Linked DNA regions of Mus musculus: region 2 is linked to region 1. A link is a contact called in public HiChIP or PLAC-seq data. All regions are on one chromosome and are shown on one strand. Each heading gives the region's core, a stretch centred on a gene start, on an enhancer-like site or on the middle of the called end of the contact. The rest is flanking DNA. Distances are from core to core; before and after follow the strand shown. Region 1 has its middle 32 kb from the start of Gm41297. Region 2 has its middle 25 kb from the start of Gm34724.

Region 1 (2,647 bases), core at 54-2,553:
GAAGATTCCGTGTCAGGGGAAGGGAAAGACCTGCTTGGTGCCTGCTGCCCTTAAGTATGGAGTCAGATGGCTCTGTGAATTCAAAACAAAACTAATCCTTGATACCATTTTTCTTCCCCGAACCTCAGATTTCTTATTGGTAAATTAGGAATGAGCTGTGGTGAAGACTAAGCAGTTCAATAAACAGAAGTGAAGCTTGCAGACAGGCACTGCGACCTATGTTCTCCAGGCTCTGATGACTCCAGGAGATGACTGGCCAGCACCAAAACTAAACCATGTAAGGAGCAAGGGCCTTGACCTTGGTGATGGAAGTACTTTGACACAAAGATGATGTTGGGTTTGACCAACCATGTCAGGCACTGAGGCTAATAGGCATGCCCAGGGAGACTGACACAGAGGTGGAGACCCATCTTGTACTGGCCCTGCCTGGCCACCGAGGGTCTCCCTGACCCAGCTGCCTTTTAACTTTCACTTCCCATTTAGAAATCAGATGCCTTGGTGGGGCAGGAAAACAGAACCTCTCACCCAGGAGACATGTTGGAGCTGGAGCCTGGCCCCCATCACTTGAACAACAGACAGTGCGGCCAAGGGAATTTACTGCACCTATCCTTAGCTGTAAAATGCAAAGGGTCATGGCCTCTATCTTGAGGGGAAATGTAGAATCTGACTAATATAATATAGCGAATCAACCCTAAGATGTATTGGCTGAGAACACACCACTCACTGTGTCTCAGAGTTGTGTGCCCAGGAATGTTTGTGAGGCTCTTGGGAGAACTGGCTCCATCCCTCACCTGGGCAGTAGAGTGTGTAGTTTTTGTTACCCTGCCGTAAGCTTCAGGAACAGGCTGCAGGCTGCGCTACCAGCCCCTATGCACACACACACACCAGTTAATCTCAAAATGCCTTTGCTAACTCAATGACTGGGTACTGCTAAACATCCCCTGCCACTCTGGCATAATCAGATACAGTGACCATTGACTCACATGGCTGGTTGGCTTTATCTCCTTTAACTCCCTCTCTCCTAGGTCTGCTAGCTTGCCTGTGGGGACCTTGGAAGTCCCACCTGTTCTGCCCAGGTCATTGACAGCTAGCATCTTTATTGATGAATCGAGAACCTATTGAAGAACAGGACCTCAGCATCAGCACCACCCCCTATAGAGCAGCACAGTAGAGCTGACCCTGATGGTGGGGGTGCAGGTGAGATGCTCTGACAGCATGAGCGTGGGAGAGCTGGCCCAGCCCCTTACTGGCTGCAGCACTAGGGAGAATGGGCCTTGAACCTTAGCTGAGCAGCACAGCAGAACTCCCCCTGGTGGCAAAGGTAGGGATACGCTGCCTCCCACCACATGAGAACATGAGAACAGGCAGGTAGACCTTGACCCTGGCCAGTTGTAGCATTGGATGAGCTAGGGCAGTGCTGTAGAGCTCACACTGGTGGCTCGGGTGCAGGAGTGTTGCAGTAAATCTCCCAAATATGCCCTGGTAATGAAAACACAACACAGTTAATATGATTACATGCAGTGCGTCTAGATTGGGCATATCTACCGCTACACTACCATCTTCCACAGCTCATGAGACCCCTTAGAACTTGCGGTTTCTCCAGGCCATGTGCTTCTGCTCTGCTTTTCTTCCTCCTCCTCCTCCTCTGCATTTTCTCCTTCTTCTCTCCCTCACCTTCTGCTCCACCTTCCCTTTTATCTGCCCAATCATCAGCTTTCCTTTATTTTACAAATTAAGGTGGGAAGCAGGTTTACAGGAAATCACCTGAGTGCTGACTCATTCCTCATTCACATGAAACCCTTCACTGGAGAATGGAATTAACATAAAATGTAATTAGCCCCAGGGCTATCCACAACATTGGAGAGCTGGCAGACTGACCAACTCAGCTACCCCCCAGACCAAGGTCTAGCACTTTGAGCTGGCACACCCCAACATCTGTCCCATCTATGATCTGCTGGAATTTGTGAAGGGGCCAGCCCTGCAGATCCAAAGCTGAAGGAACTCCATGGCACAGGACAACAGAATATCTGAGAGGTGTCCCAGTGAGGATCCGGTATTGATGGTATAGCAGAAGATGGTGTAGCCTTGAAACAGAGCCATGACTCATTGCAATGAACATTTGCTCTGAGGTCAGGAACAGTTTAATCAAATTATTCAGGGTATGGGTGGCTCTCTAGAGAGTGGTTTGTTATCAGTTTGGTCTTCCCCACTCCCTTTCCCACTCCTATTACCCCCATCTCTGTCTGTCTGTCTGTCTGTCTGTCTGTCTGTCTGTCTGTCTGTCATGTGCTTGCAGACTTATAAGGAAACAAGAAGGTCCTCACTACATGTGGTCCCTCGATCTTGGACTTTACATCCCCTGGACACATGAGCTAAATAAATGTCTACCGTGTGTGTGGCTTATCCAGCCCGAGGTTTTCTGTTCCAGTAGCAGAAGACAGGACAAAAGGTCCACATGACAGGGGAGACAAAAGGAGGCTGAGGGGTTCACCTAGTGGCCAGGTGTTGTATACTGCCTGGGCCCCTGCTTTCTACCCTGTCTTACTGTTCCTAGGTCTGTGTCCTTTGCTGGCTCCTTCTCTTCCTGGTTATGTCATCATTTATGTGTGGGAGGGATCGGGGAGGATGCTTGGTCTGAGTCACAGAC
Region 2 (2,647 bases), core at 46-2,545, 310 kb before region 1:
GACCATCAGGTGGCATCCAGCTAGCCTCCACCAATCCACAGGCTAAGGATGCCATCAGATAAGACCTGAGCTTACAGCAGACATGAGAGTTCCCCATTTTTCTGTAACTTGCTTACTTGATATTCTGTCTGTCACTGTCTCTCTCTCCCTCTCTCTCTCTCTCTCTCTCTCTCTCACACACACACACTCTTTATATCTTGACTTGTGATTGTCTTTGTTTTGTTCTCAAAAAAAAAAAAAAAAAACAGACTTTATGAAAACGTTGCTATGCTGGAATTTGGATGTTATTTGGGGCAACTCAAAATCTGTGTCCTAAAGCCATCCACAGTCATTCACATTTGGCTCAGGAATAAACTCTCTTTAGTCCTTTTGAGGGAAGAACTGATCTCATGTTAACAAATGGCTGTTGATAGAAAAGTAAAGAACTAATTCCTGAGGCCTGACTGAGGGGGTTACCTGAGTGTCCCACACCTGAGCATACTTAGACATTCAAGTGCTGAAGGCCCCCATTCAGCATGAAGAATAAGGGTCTAAGAGTCTGGAACATCTCCTACTGCCATGGGTTGAATTGTTTCACCCCAGAACATGTTCTTTATTTGAGGATGCAGTTGTTTGGGAAGGCTCTCATCCAGCGTGACTGTTGTCTTTAAAGGTAGGGGAGGTGGATTTGAACACAGGGGCAGGCAAAGAGAAAGTGCTGTAACAGGGAGAATGTCATTTAAAATCCATGAATGTCTGAGGCTGCCAGAGGTGGGAGAACCATGCCAAACAACCATTACAGCATACCCACCTGGCTAGTGGTTGCTCTTGAAGTCCTATCCTTCCAAACTGTGAGGAAATCAACTTTTGTTGCTTTCAACACCCAGCTTGTTGTATACTCCATACAGCACCAGAGAAAAGGAATACAGCCCTCTGAGGCTCCTCCCAGTCGCCCTGGCCTGTGTCAGAGCTGGATAGAGAGCAGCAAAGACTGGATTTTGTATGACCTCAGGCACACGTTCCTCTACTCCTTCCTGGGTCAGTGTTGGAAACCGACCCGCGGCTCACATGAACTGGGTTTCACCTGGGAAGCAAACTGGGGCTGAAAAGAGAGGGGAACTAGGCGGACAAGAGAGAAATGGAGCCAAGACAAGGTTCTGATCAAGGCTCAAATGTTTAATGGCAAATGTGTTTATAAAGGAGAGGGGAGGCCCATTCCCACCAATTCATTCTTGGAGCCCAGCTGCAGGTGACCACGTGCAGGATAAGGTGTAGTCTCTGGAATAGCTCTGCAGCCTCCCCGCAGGTAGCAGTATCTTGAAGAGGTACAGCAACAGTGGCTGAACAATAGAGTGATCTAGGAAGGCTCCATTTTAGGTAATCTCCTTAGTGGCAGAAAAGGTCAAGGTCTGGGTTAATCTGCTTCAGGCTTGGGGAAGGTTACAGGTCAGTGTCCTTAGTTTATAATGTGAGGGTAACCACGCTTAGCTTGTAGGGTTTTCATAAGAGTTAGAGCATATACTGTGTTTATGATTCCTCGGAGCACGGCCCTCATGCCTTGGGTGGGGTAAACTGGAGCTCTGGGGACTTGTAGCCATAGAGGGGAACATCTCACTTGTGCAGTGGCCCAAGTACCAAGGGACTGACTGGTAGGCCTGTCTTTCAGCCAGGCCTTCTGGGAAGAGATAACAGCGTAGGAAGTTTTTATTTTTGTTTTTTCTCATGTGCATTGGTGTTTTGCCTGCATATGTGTTTGTGGGAGAGTGTCGGATCTTCTTGAATGAGAGGTACAGAAAGTTGTGAGTTACCATGTGGGTGCTGGGAATTGAACCCAGGTCCTCTGTTGAGCCATCTCTCCAGCCCCAAGTTTAGAGAGTCTTAAAGATGGATGAGATTTTGTGTGTATTCCTCCCACAAAATCATTTCAAAGGTGGAAGTTCACTGTAGGCAAGTGGTACTCGCCTCTGTCCACTTCTGATTTCAGCCACAGATGCAATGGATCAAACTCAGCAATGCAGAGCATCTACCTAACTACCCTGTGACTAAATGTGCATCGTGTCTACTTCCACGCTAAGCACTGCAAAGAGTAAAACACATGAGGTGGGTCAGGTTACACCCAGAGGTACAGCTCTGTGTGGGGGCTGGGAACTGATAGACAACAGCCTCCACTTCCCAGCATTGCAGTGCCTTGTGCCTGCTTCTGAGGTCTTGGAATGGATGCCTCTGGCTTCTAGGAGTGGTTGAGTGGCTGTTCTTTCTCAGGTGTCTCACACCTCTGTGTTCTGGGGTGTGTCTCCCAGTCATCTTCCAAATAAGCTGCATTACAGTTTAGATAAGAGCTGTTCTCCTAAAGGCTCATATCATAGCTTGAAGGCTGGGTACCCAGTGGGTAGATTCAATCACTGAGAAATAATCAGATCATTGGCTCTGACTTCATTAATGGATTAAGCCACTGATGGATTCATGATTTGCTGTCATTACGAGAAAGTAGTGGGAGATGGGGCCTGCAGGGTCTGCTTAGAAGGGTATCTCAACCCTGACACCTTACTGCCTTTTGAGTTTCTGGCTGCTGGATGGTTGATCCAGTCTACCACAGGCTTCTGTTGCTCTAAGTTTCAGCCTTGATTCAAGCCTGAAGTGACAAGGCCAACAGACGGTGGATTGGTGT

Evidence for each region. HiChIP or PLAC-seq counts read pairs in DNA pulled down with a chosen protein or histone mark.
Region 2: an H3K27ac HiChIP or PLAC-seq map of embryonic stem cells shows a contact between it and region 1, with 8 read pairs. The contact joins two enhancer-like sites. A contact is called at or near these places in 1 of 484 Hi-C or Micro-C datasets (embryonic stem cells), 2 of 115 datasets of contacts at active chromatin or transcription factors (both in embryonic stem cells) and 1 of 9 other capture datasets (embryonic stem cells).

The regions. Positions count from the first base shown.
Region 1 is chr15:36,759,452-36,762,098 of GRCm38.p6, reverse strand. No RefSeq gene overlaps it. Among named protein-coding and RNA genes, the nearest start is that of Gm41297, 32 kb to the right of the region's middle. Within about 2 kb of position 1,303, at least 43 of the 459 cell types and tissues checked have an H3K27ac peak or open chromatin away from gene starts, as enhancers often do. A contact at or near this core is called in embryonic stem cells, where this site is marked.
Region 2 is chr15:37,069,874-37,072,520 of GRCm38.p6, reverse strand. No RefSeq gene overlaps it. Among named protein-coding and RNA genes, the nearest start is that of Gm34724, 25 kb to the right of the region's middle. Within about 2 kb of position 1,295, at least 14 of the 459 cell types and tissues checked have an H3K27ac peak or open chromatin away from gene starts, as enhancers often do. A contact at or near this core is called in embryonic stem cells, where this site is marked.